2 separate regions of the Mus musculus genome follow, and region 2 is linked to region 1. A link is a contact called in public HiCAR-type data. All regions are on one chromosome and are shown on one strand. The core of a region is the stretch at or near the end of the contact, and the rest is flanking DNA. Distances in the headings are between cores, read along the strand shown.

Region 1 (5,985 bases), core at 1,652-4,151:
TCAATTCCAAACTTCTTACAATAAACTAGCTGGGACCCAGCCTAGGCCAGAAGTCCCAGACTATTAGGACTAGGGGTATGAAAACAGCATCTGTAAACAGTTTGCAGTCAGTCTCAGGCATGCTCCAGTCTAAAGCCAGTCTCATGGCTTTTTTTAATTCCCACTCCATGAATGGTCCTGCTGTTTCCAAGAGCCAGGAGAGGCAATCAGCTCTCCACCCCTCGCCCACCCACTCTTTTCTACGTATCCAGCAAGGGGGCAAAGAGCAAGCTTAAAGGAACTCAGCGGACTTGCCCTCTCCTGCCCTGGGCCTGTTCTTACCTTGGCCTGAGTGAGCGCCGCCTTCTTCACCTGGAGCTGGGACTGCAGGAGCTTGAAGTTTTTGGACCAGCCTTCAGTTTTTGAGTCACTGGTCTCCACTCCCAGGTCATCATATAGGGACATCTTTTTGGTTTAATGCTGAAAGACAAGCAGGGACAGAGATTAAAAGATGCAAAGCAGAAGCAAGTTATGAATGTCTCTGTGTTAAAACAGCTGCACCATGGACCCTCCTGTCACAAATGCAGGGTTCTTTCTAATCTGCAAAACTATACTTAGGCACTAGTTTAAAAACAGTCCTCAGCCTGGCGTGGTGGCACGCGCCTTTAAACCCAGCACTTGGGAGGCAGAGGCAGGCGGATTTCTGAGGCCAGCCTGGTCTACAAAGTGAGTTCCAGGACAGTCAGAACTATACAGAGAAACCCTCTCAAAAAACTAAAAAAGAAAAAACAAACAAACAAAAGTCCTCAGGGCTCTCATGTAGCTCAGGCTGGCCTTGAACTTATCACAAAGACGAGGTTGGCTTTGAACTTGTGACTCTTTCCTACACCTCTTGAGTGCTGGGATATGCCACTATGTCCAGCCTAGAATTAATTCTCAATCTAAAAGACTATGGTGAACTGACTTATGAGTCAAATCCTTCAGTTATAGAACTGATAATGGAGTAAGACGGAAGCTCTCTATGTGGGGCATTATTAACTATAAAGTTCCAGGTGCCAAAGAGATGGCTCAGTGGGTAGGAGTACTGGTTGCTCTTCCAGAGGTCCTGAGTTCAGTTTCCAACAACCACCTGTAATGGTGGCTCAGAACCATCGATGAGTCCCAGGAGGGCCAGGGCTGTTACAAAAAGAAACCCTGTCCATAAATAAATAAAATCCCTCACAGGTGAAACCCTGTCCATAAATAAATAAAAATCCCTCACAGGTGTGGCCAGCCATTGGGTTTTAGTAGATTCCAGATGTAGCTAACCAAGAGTAACCATCACAAGTCTAAAAGTCTACCTCTGTTAGCTTGATCCACACCACAATCATATCTTATACTCAGGACTTAATGATGTTTTACCGAATCATTTATACCCTTCCGTGTGTAGCTATGCCATCTCTGATAGTTCACATTTCCCATCCGTATTACCAAGATACCATTGGCCAGGGACTGTTAAAAACAAACTAACCAGAGTAACTAAAGCAAACAGCGCAGCAGATTTCTCTACTGTTCTGAAAGACTTGTAGAATGACCTACTAGAGGGAACTCTTCCCTGTTGGAAAGATGTGTGAAAAATTTATGCGGGGGACAGGTGGTGGGGGGGAGGAGGTACATAATAACAAATCAGGGGGTCAACAAGAACCCATATGGTAGGAGAAAAATGACGCCTGTAGGAAATCACACATGTGATTTCCACGTGTGGCTTGTCCTCGGAACTCTTAATCTCCTGCCTGCACCTTCCAAGCACTGGAATTCCAGACATATTGCCACCCTGGGCTCCATTACTCATATTTACTAAAATTTGTTATCTCGAAATGTTTACAGCTCAGCCCAGTATAAATGTGTCCCCATGATTTAAAAGAGCCACCTGTTGCAGAGAGACAGGCCTCACCTATTCCCAGAACAAGCAGAATTATAACAAGAACTTATGTCAATGGTCCCCCCTTCCTGACTTCTCAAAGGAAGGTCTGACTGATCACCCTTCTAAGTCCCTCTTCATCCTCTGTCACAGCCTTAAACTGCAGAATACTCTACAGCGCTTCTCTGCTCTTGCTTTCCCTCTTCCTCATAGGTGCAGCCTTTCCACTTGTAATAAAACTCCTCTTCCAGGTCTTTCCAGCTTGTAATCTGGTTCTTCGGATCAATCCAGGCCTGGGTTTTCCAACGAGCTTCTTAGAGATCTAACCCCTGGAGAAGCACCTTACTGAGCTTGCAGCACTCATTCAGAGCACAACTGGTCCAAGCAGAAGAAGCTCGAAAGCTAGCGGAGGGACATGAACGCTAAAACTCCCCTTAGCGCAGGCCTGAGCATGCCGGGGGTTACAACAGACACTCTCTGTCCCGGTGAGACAACGGCCTCAACCTTCACTTCAGGTGCTCTGGAAGGAAACAAGTTTTGGGGTTTGTGTTTTGGCTTCTCCATTCCTGAGGCCCGACGCAGTCTGGGTTACTGCGGTCTTGCGACCCAACAACTTGGTCTGGGCATGGGCCATGAAGAGGAGAAAGGTACTTTCTTCACTGTCAAGAGGATCGGGACTGGTGAAGGGGGGATCTAGGTGGCCCGGTGGAACGTGGCAGGCTGAAGGAGCCCAACGTGGAGGGCTGGGAACCCCCCGGGCAGCTCGGGGTGCCCCGCCCGCATCCCCGCGCCCCTCACGGCGCGGCCTAGAGCCGCGGCCTCGCGTCCAGCGCATCCGTGAAGGCGCGCACACCCGAGTCTACGTTCCGGATCAGACCGCCTGCCAGGGCCGCCGCGGCGCCACTCACCCGGCCTTCCGAGACGATTGTGCCCATGGGCCACGGCGGCGGCAGCGCGGAGCCCGGCCGCCCTGCGCGGAAGCCCGCCCACCGCCGGAGTCCGCCGCAGCGCCGAGCCTCCACGGAGTCCGCAAAGGGATGCACCGCGCGGGGTAAGAGAGCGGAGGCTGCCGGGAGTCCACGTCTGCGCCTGCGTGTGACTCGCGGAAGCAAAGCTGCACTCTCCGGCTCGCACTGCACCCTGCTGACGGGAGGACTACATTGCATCTCCTCTCTGCCGGCCAAGAGATGGCGCCATTGGCACAAGGTTTCGAGATTCATGTGCCTTCTGACCTTGGAGTAGGAGCCGAATCCCCTACTAGGCTCCAGGTATTCACTCCCAACTATTCCCTTATATACTAAATGGTGGAAATAAATTTGCAGGCGAGATGTTGCAGAATCTAATAGCATTAAAAACACACACTGAGCTAGGTCTTCAGAGAAAGAATGTAAACACTATAAACCTTGCTCGCTTGGAATAAAAATGCAGCAAATGGCAAAAGAAAGGTCAGAGAAACCAGGGCTTTGTGTAAATATGTTTTCCCCATATTTTTGGTTGCATGTAAAAATTATTTCAAGCTATAGCTGGACAGTTGTGACCCATGCCTTTAATCTCAGCCCTTGAGAGGCAGAGACAGAGATTTCTGAGTTCAAAGCCTGCCTGGTCTATATAGTGAGTTCCAGGACAGCCAGGACTACACAGAAACCCTATTTTGAAAAACAGCAACAATAACAACAACCCCCCCCCCCCCCCGCAAAGGGTGGTGGTGGTGGTGAATTCAAGCTGAAAAATGTATCAGTCAGGGTTCTCTATAGTCAGAGGACCTATAGACTGTCTATATATATTAAATGAATTTATTGCAATGATTTACACTCTGCAGTCCAACTAACCTGACAATGGGCAGCTGTGAATGGGAAACCCAAGAATCTAGTAGTTGCTCTGTCCCACGAAGTAGGTTGTTTCATCTGGTCTTCTGTCTAAGCTACAATCTGAAGAAATCGGTTCCAACAGAGATGCTGTCAAGTAAGTGCAAGAAGGTGACGAGGAGTGAGTCAATCTTCTTTCTCCCAATGTCTTTATGTCCTCAAGTTCCACACCTGGATCCGGAACTTGCTTTGTCCCAGGCTGGCCTTGAACTCAGAGAACTGCTTGCCTCAGTGTCCTGGGATTAAAGTTGTGCACTACCTTGCCTGGGCTGTCTCATGATCTCCATGTCAAGATCTGGGTCAGCAGCCTGTGTCTTCCAGCCTCAAGATCCTGTGTGCCCTCCATTTCTGGATTGTAGTTCATTCCAGATGTAGTCGAGTTGAAAACCAGGAATAGCCATCATAAAACTGTGGAGGTGGACCTTACACAAGTGAACACACCAACATTATAATCTGATTTACAAGAAAGTGTTCAAATAATTCTGAAAGTGCCAGGCGTGGTGGCACACGCCTTTAATCCCAGCACTCGGGAGGCAGAGGCAGGGGGATTTCTGAGTTCGAGGCCAGCCTGGTCTACAGAGTGAGTTCCAGGACAGCCAGAGCTATACAGAGAAACCCTGTCTCGAAAAGCCAAATAAATAAATAAATAATAAAAATTTAAAAAATTTTAAAAATTCTGAAAGCTTGAAAATGCAAGCCTGGAATAAAGTACCAGCTTGTGGCAGATAAACATAAAGAAATCAGATAGCAACACCATGTGTGGGTTGATTAAAAGTTTGACATGACATTTTATAATACAATTCCTGTTGAAAAAAAAATAAAATCTGTACATCAAAAAAATACAATCTTGTTATTCATAGTAAACACTATAGGAAATAATAAATAGGGAAAAGGAATTAACACACACACACACACACACACACACACACACACACACATGTAATAGTTGAGATTTTGTTTTTGTGGGGCAGAAGAGAACAGTTAAGAGCACCAGCTGCTCTTCCAAAGGACCTGGGGCTCTTTATAACCTACTTAGCACCCACATGACAGCTCACAAACATCTGTAACTATAGTCCCAGGGGATCTCATGGCCTCTGTGAGTGACAGTCACAGGTGGTACATAGACTTATATGCAGACCAAACACCTGCACTCAAAAAATATATTAAAAAAAAAAAGAAAATTGAAGCTTTAAAAAAAAAATCAATTTTGTAGGTTTACTATTATAGGCCTTCTTTTGGCTTTTTGGTTTGTTTGTTTTGTTTTTTTATTGTTTTTCTGTGGGGTGTTGTTTGGTTGGTTTGGGCTTGGTTTGGTTTGGTTTTTTGAGACAGGGTTTCTCTGTGTAGTCCTGGCCATCTTGGAACTCATTCTGTAGACCAGGGTGGCCTTAAACTCAGAGATCTGACTGCCTCTGCCTCTTGAGTGCTGGGATAAAGGAATGTGCCTGGCTTTTTTTTTTTTTTTTTTTTTTTCGTTTTTCTGAGACAGGGTTTCTCTGTGTAGCCCTGGCTGTCCTGGAACTTACTTTGTAGACCAGGCTGGCCTCGAACTCAGAAATCCGCCTGCCTCTGCCTCCCAAGTGCTGGGATTAAAGGCGTGCGCCACCACGCCCGGCATGCCTGGCTTTTTTTAAAAAAAACTTTGTTTTGTTCTATTTCTAGTTTCATAGTTACCTATTTCTAGTTATATAACCTCTTAGCTCAATGAACTTATTCTAAACTTTCAATGAACACAGTGTTTTTTTTTAAAGTTTATTTATTTATTTTATGTATATGGGTACACTGTAGCAGAGCAGATGGTTGTGAGCCTTCATGTGGTTGTTGGGAATTGAATTTTTAGGACTTCTGCTCTCTCCAGTCAGCCTCGCTCACTCAGGCCTGCTCTCTTCAGTCGGCCTCACTCACTCAGGCCCAAAGATTTATTTATTATTATACACACTGTAGCTGTCTTCAGATGCACCAGAAGCACCAGAAGAGAGCATCAGATCTTATTATGGGTGGGTGTGAGCCACCATGTGGTTGCTGGGATTTGAACTCAGGACCTTTGGAAGAGCAGTCAGTGCTCTTACCCGCTGAGCCATCTTGCCAGCCCGAACACAGTGTTTTTATGTGAGAAGTGGAAAGAAGAGCAGTATGAGAGAGGTGAGTTGCAGAGCCAGCACCTGTGGGAACTCCAACACAAACAAGCTCTGTGAATTTTTCCAGCAATATTCAGCAGCCTGGAGTGGGGACAGCAGGAAT
Region 2 (6,163 bases), core at 2,952-5,451, 2.5 Mb after region 1:
TCATCCCTGGGACAAAACATCTGGCATAAGCAACCTCAATGGAGGAAAGATTTGTTTTAATTCATACCTCAGAGGCCTCAGACCATGGCTAGTTGGCTCTGCTGTTTCTGGGCTGTGAGAAGCAGAAGCCAAAGCTGCCATTTCCCCTCGGCCATGAAGCAGAGCTAGAGAGATAAAGAAGGGATTTTGAAGATATACTTCCTCTGACCAGACCTCACTTCCTGTTCCGCTATGAACAGTATCCCTTGATGAGGTTAGCATCCTCATGATCTCACCATCTTCAATAGCATCACCAGTGAGGGGATACATGAGCCTTTAAGGCACATTTCAATCTAATCCATAACATATGAATTTCCCCAGTTTTATTTTGCTTACAATAAAGCACAGATTTTGTTACTTCCTTATGGCCAGTAATTATAATATGCCATTTTAATCCTAGCAGATTGCATTTATTCCATTTAATAAATGTCGTGGAGCTACTAATTATGAAGAGCCAATGCATATAAATGATTTGAAATAAAATGCTTAAACATTGGGTCCAATATTGTGGTAGCTTTTAAACATGCCCTCTACGCCGATTTGTTGAAAGTCATTGTGGCTGCAATAGAGTATGATTGAAGTGACCCTCTCCCCACTTCCTGGTCCACAGTTTAAGGAATGTGAGGCGTTCTCTTGTCTCTTGAAACGTTCTGACTTATGTCCATTCAGTATGCTGGGAGAAGCCAAGCCGATACATAGCATGTTCTGTGCAGTTGGTGCGGCAGACAGCCCCAGTGACTCAGCCAACTTCCAGCATCCATTGCCAGACAGACTCTGAGCAACTTTGTTAAATATTGAAAACGAGCTGTAGTGATCCCAGTCACTGTAGTAGTCCTGTTGATGCTGAAAGGAGGAGAGGCAAGCTGTTCATAGTGAGGTCTGACAAAACTTTTGATTCGTAAGCAAAATAAATTATTGTTCTTACACTAAAAGGCTACACTTAGAATGTGTTATGTAGAAATCAATATGTGGAACAAACATCACCCCACTGACTGCTGTGATAGAAGTGACCAGTCAATTAATTAGCAAAAACTTATGATGTATCATTATTTATAACGTACTGAATTTGGAAAGGCTTTTTGTCAGTGTCTCCTAAGTGGAGATTGAGAGAAGGTCCAGAGATTTCTAAATACAAGAAAAGTGGTAAAAGTTGTTTGTTTAAGGATGTGGGAGGCATGGGACATCTGGACTGCTGTCATAGTTCAGAAAAAAACTAGAGTATATGAAGTGAAGGGGCAAGCAAGTCCAATGCATTAAGGATGTAATGGTAGTACTAAGGTTAAATATTCCTCCCTTAGAGCGCCTCCCATTCTTAAACATTCTTTCTCACTTTTTCTTAAGAATTCTACATTTGCTCTATTTTAAAAAATGAATTGACTTTGAAGGGAGGAGACTCTCTGCACACCCATAATCGGACAATAACTTAAGGACTCTCTTCCTGATATGTATCCTATATTATTTCTAACATATAGATACCTCAAAGGTATAAGGAGTTAATAAATATTTATTGACTCATTGGCTGATTGAGAAATCATATAAGAGTTTTGAAGGAATGATATCATATTTATATGTTAGAAAAATCAGTATGTAATATAAAGTAGTTAACAGATAGGTTGAGTGTATTAATTAGTTTGGGTTATTATAATAACAGAAAAATTTCCAGAAGCTACTCCATTTTACACACAGATATCTTTGTTTATAATATAGAACAGTTTTAAAAATCAATTTAATTAAAGGGATATGACATTTCAAAATTAACTGTGGAATTTATTAAACATATTATAGAAACATTTTAATGTGAAATCAAGTCTCTAAAATGTCTTTTAAGAAACTGTTATTAAAAATAAAATGAGTAATTTCAGTATTTTAGGTAATATGGCAAGTTAACCCCAAAATACAAAGCCATGCCACCTTTTATATTTGCCTTTTCTTGTACATATAACATTTCTTATTTTTAAAACCTCTATTTCATAGCATATTACATAATAAAGATCCCCAATAGCAAAGTCATTCTTCTATGTCAGAATACATGGTTAATGTTATCCATACTAATATATGTTATTTCTGATTTTCACATATTGATGATTCAAATTTGAAAAGTAGTGTTTTGCTAGGTAACAACCTAACAATTTGATTTTATTACTGGATTAGAAGCATGCCCAAATATATTTTCATAACCATCTGGCTCTGAGTCAGGGCAATTATGATAAGGTACTTAAGGCACTGGCCCATCATTTTAAATGGATAAGTTGACACTTAATTCTGTCAGCGCAGTAATCAAGAGAAAAGTCTATTGAGAGACGATGCTCTGCTTCCCATACCAATAGTGGGAAGATTTTATACTTCTCATAATGACACAAAAGCACTTCAAAAATCTTAAGAAAATGGTGGCGTTAATGTCTGACATTTGTCACATTTTTATATTTTAACTCCACCCCTTTGAAAGAAAAATTATGCTCATTAAGTTACTCAGAAAATATTTTCGTTCAGGTTGTTTAAAATTGTAGAATTTTTTCACATATATTTGAAGGCTTTTTTTTTTTTCTTTTTCAGTGCCAAGGTCAGAACCCAGAGCCTCTCACATTCTAAACAAGTACCCCATCACTGAGGCTCATCCTCAGTCAGTCTTTAAAGCCTTTTAAACTCTTATCCACTCAGATGTCTATGTAAATACACATCTATGCTCTTACTTTCAATGGCCAAATAAGTACAATTATAACTATTGATTCCACTTGAGTGCTTACTATATGCTAGACACTATTACAGGGGATTTGCTTCTAGTAATTTATTTCATCTTCAATGGTTTGTCATTTCCGTTTCTTATTTATGAGGAAACAGACAGAGGAGTTTGTCCAATCTCTTTAATGTCGGACAGTTTAGCGGTCATCAAAACTTTGATATTGTAAACAACGCTGCCATTAATATCTTGGTTCATGTTTTAAAAGACTGTAAGATTTAAAATTCAGAATAACTGGAACCAGAGGCACATTTCCAAAAGCTGGCTATATACTTCCCATCCTTTCTCTTAAGAATGCTGTAATTTATACCCCATCAGGCAACTTTGTTTCCCATCCCTTGGATTCTTTTAGTTTTAAATGACTGAAAACGTTAACCGATGCTTTAGTTTGCTCCTCTTCCTCCAAAATTCGACTTTAACTGTTTAGTAAGCAAGCTGTTTGTACTGTTATACAAATCTTGTTGACATGTTTATAAGCTTCCCTTTTTGTAAGGGTCCCTATTTGGGCACTTTTTACCGAATCTCAGTGCATGTGCAAGACCGACTTGCTAACTTTACGTAATATTTCCAAGAGATGATTCTTTAGATTTCACATGATTTAGAGGACAATGTGTGTGTGTGTGTTGGGAGCTGGGGAGGGGGCGTGCGTTACATACATATGTACAAATTAGATCACCAAATCAACATTTTAAGTTGCCAAGAGTCCTCATCAATGTCTGGCTCCATTTTTCATGTGTGTGTGTGTGTTTTTTTTTTTTTTTCAATTTCTGCCGTTGGGTGTGCGTGCTTATCTCAGGCTGAGAAGGTCTAATCTTCTCAGGGACTCAGTGACTGCACGTTTAGTCAGTCGGAGCCCACACCCAGGAAGGCTCCCTCTGATCTCAGGCTGGGGAATGAGCCAGCGTTACCTCAGCCTCTCGAGAGGCTGTGCGCCTCGACACTCCCTCCAAGGGATTCAGGCCAGCTCCACCAGCTCACATGACTCCAATCCCAGCAACTTCCATGAACCCTCGACGAGCGCGCTCAACATTTTCCTCGGGTAACCCAAAGGACTGCCTGACTTTCTAGAGGGATTGCAACATCACAACAACCCATCGAATAAACCCAAGGAGTTAAAAATTAAGGGTTTGGCTGGACCCAAACTGAACCCTCTCCCTCTCCCAGTCTCTTATTCACTCTAGAGGCTCTTAGTCGGCCTCGGTGCGCCTGAAGGACCTCGTCCTCCCGAGACGCCCGGGGACATGGAAAAGCCGAGAACCTAGCCGCTAACCCCACGGGCACGCGGGAACTCAGCAGAGGAAGAGACAGCGGCGGCTCATCGCGTGGGCCTCGGCGGAGGCGGCGGGCTCTGGCCAGACCCGGAGCGGGCAGTGTTCAGGCAGCGCTCAAGTCGCCTACATTCCCGACACGCCCCGCGCGGGGGCCTGTTCCGCTTCTCGGCTGTTGCCGCCGCCGCCGCCTCTGTTGCTGGGGTGGGTGAGAGGAGGGGCTGAGAGGGACCCTGCACTGGCAGGCAGGCGCCCTTGCTGTGTTTGTACCTGAGGGGCCTCCTTTCTCCGTCACCCCTAGAGTGCCGCGGGGTCGAGGGGCAGTCCCCGGGGACACCTCGGCACGCAGCGGACATGCCTCTCTTTGCCACCAACCCCTTCGACCAGGATGTTGGTAAGTGTTTTCACCGCCCCCCGTGGGTGCCCCCCGAGACTGCGAGCCCGCGCCGACTCCCGTCCCACTGCGTTCGTTCATTCTGGATTCCCGAGGCCGAGCCCACGTTCTTCTCTCCCGGGGCCCCTTCGTTCAGAGTTGGGAGAGGGTTGAGCGCTTGGCGCATCCTCTTTGGAAGAAATGGGACTTAGAACCTCTCTAATGGGCCTTGGTAAGGGACTTGGGGAGGGGGAGCTTTGAAGGAATCGCTTAAGGGATTCGGGGTAAAGGGTTGCCTCGGGAGGAACAGACGACGAAGCCATCTGCCGCTGGGGCATGGCTTCTGGGAGAAGAGCGAAGGACAGACGTATCTTGGCTTAAGCAGATTGATTATATGCTCTATCGCCAAAGTATTTGCCTGGCCCAATGGAACTGGCAGAATGTTTTAGGTAAGGTTACTTAAAGGGTTTTTTAAATAGCCCTATAACGGTCCCTGGAGGAGAGAGGTCTGGTTACGTACTGGTAGGTTGAAATGTTGGAAGAGATGGAGATGGATTACTTGGCAACAACTGAAAACGCAGACATGAGCCTTTGGGATGCCTTTTTCAGGCTGGGCCTCTGCCTTTGGGGAAGTGTGGAAGAGGATTTTGATTCTAGGATGGGGTCTGAAATGCTAAATTTTTTGTTGTCTGAATCATTGGTATTAGGTACCAAGCATACCAATTTAACAGGTTAGCTATCTATTTTTCAGACCTGATTTGAATTTCTTGAAAGAATTTTGGGATGTTTTTGAATGCATTACATTGAACTACACTGGCAGCATAGTGTGGAATGAAAGCGAACCAATACCATCCAGTCCCACAGGCTGAATTTAAGCATAACTGTAGTAAAAGAATGTAAGGATAACTTGTGAGAGTTACTTTATGAATTTTGTTTATTAGAGGTGAATTTTACATTTTGCCAACTGGAGAAAATGTACTATTACTGCCGCTTCCTGCCTGGTTCATAGTGATTCAGTTGAATGTCCTGAATCTGAGCTGTGGATGGAACTTTAGAAATCATCAATAGTGCTAAATAAGTAATGAATTGGGAAATTGTGTTTAATAAGTGCTTAGCACCAGTACTTACTGAACACAGTGTTCATTGACAAGAAATGCAACCATGAAGACCATCTCATTGCGGCTCTTTGGCTGTTTTACAATTTGTTACATCAGTCTTTAGGACAAATGCTTATAATAAAACAATATTTGCTGCCTCTGTTCCTGGCACCTATAGTGATCCTATATGATCTTGCTTTCTGCTAATCAGTCACACTTATATTCTCCTGGCTTGTTCCTTTTTGTGGTATTGGAAATGGAACCCAGGGCCTAATATGTATTCTTTCTGTTTTTTTTTTTTGAACTCACATTTGCAGTGGATTCAGATGGATTTCTTGATGTTAAACCTGTTCTTGCTACCTACACCGCCCAGTCCAAACACAGGCCCCTTCTTGCCTTTATACTTTTGTTTCTGTTATTTCATGTGTCTTTCCACACATATGTCCTCATGCTTTAAGGTCAACTTAGAGTCTGACTTGTTGTACCTGAATTATTTGCTGATTCCTGCAACCTGGAGTTTATAAGTAGCAGTGTTACTGACAGTTTGGAATAGATAAAATCCTTAAGGAGGTTATGCTCTATACATGAAGGCTGTTAACTTTGTATTTGCTCTTCACTCAGTGGATGCCAGTAACATCTCACAGCCAGT

What was found. HiCAR-type assays count read pairs that join an accessible place to other places.
Region 2: a contact with region 1 is called in a HiCAR-type map of astrocytes, with 2.6 times the contacts expected there. The contact joins the promoter of Stam here to the promoter of Rbm17 in region 1. A contact is called at or near these places in 1 of 39 promoter capture datasets (pre-B cells) and 1 of 115 datasets of contacts at active chromatin or transcription factors (astrocytes).

The regions. Positions count from the first base shown.
Region 1 is chr2:11,600,298-11,606,282 of GRCm38.p6, forward strand. Rbm17 (RNA binding motif protein 17) reads right to left here and starts at 2,902. Exons shown (of 12, transcript NM_152824.1): 1 at 2,788-2,902; 2 at 322-459. The coding sequence starts at 444.
Region 2 is chr2:14,069,899-14,076,061 of GRCm38.p6, forward strand. It overlaps Stam (signal transducing adaptor molecule (SH3 domain and ITAM motif) 1), which reads left to right and starts at 4,202. Exons shown (of 14, transcript NM_011484.3): 1 at 4,202-4,438. The coding sequence starts at 4,399. Stamos (signal transducing adaptor molecule (SH3 domain and ITAM motif) 1, opposite strand) reads right to left here and starts at 4,036. Exons shown (of 2, transcript NR_038162.1): 1 at 3,685-4,036; 2 at 435-882.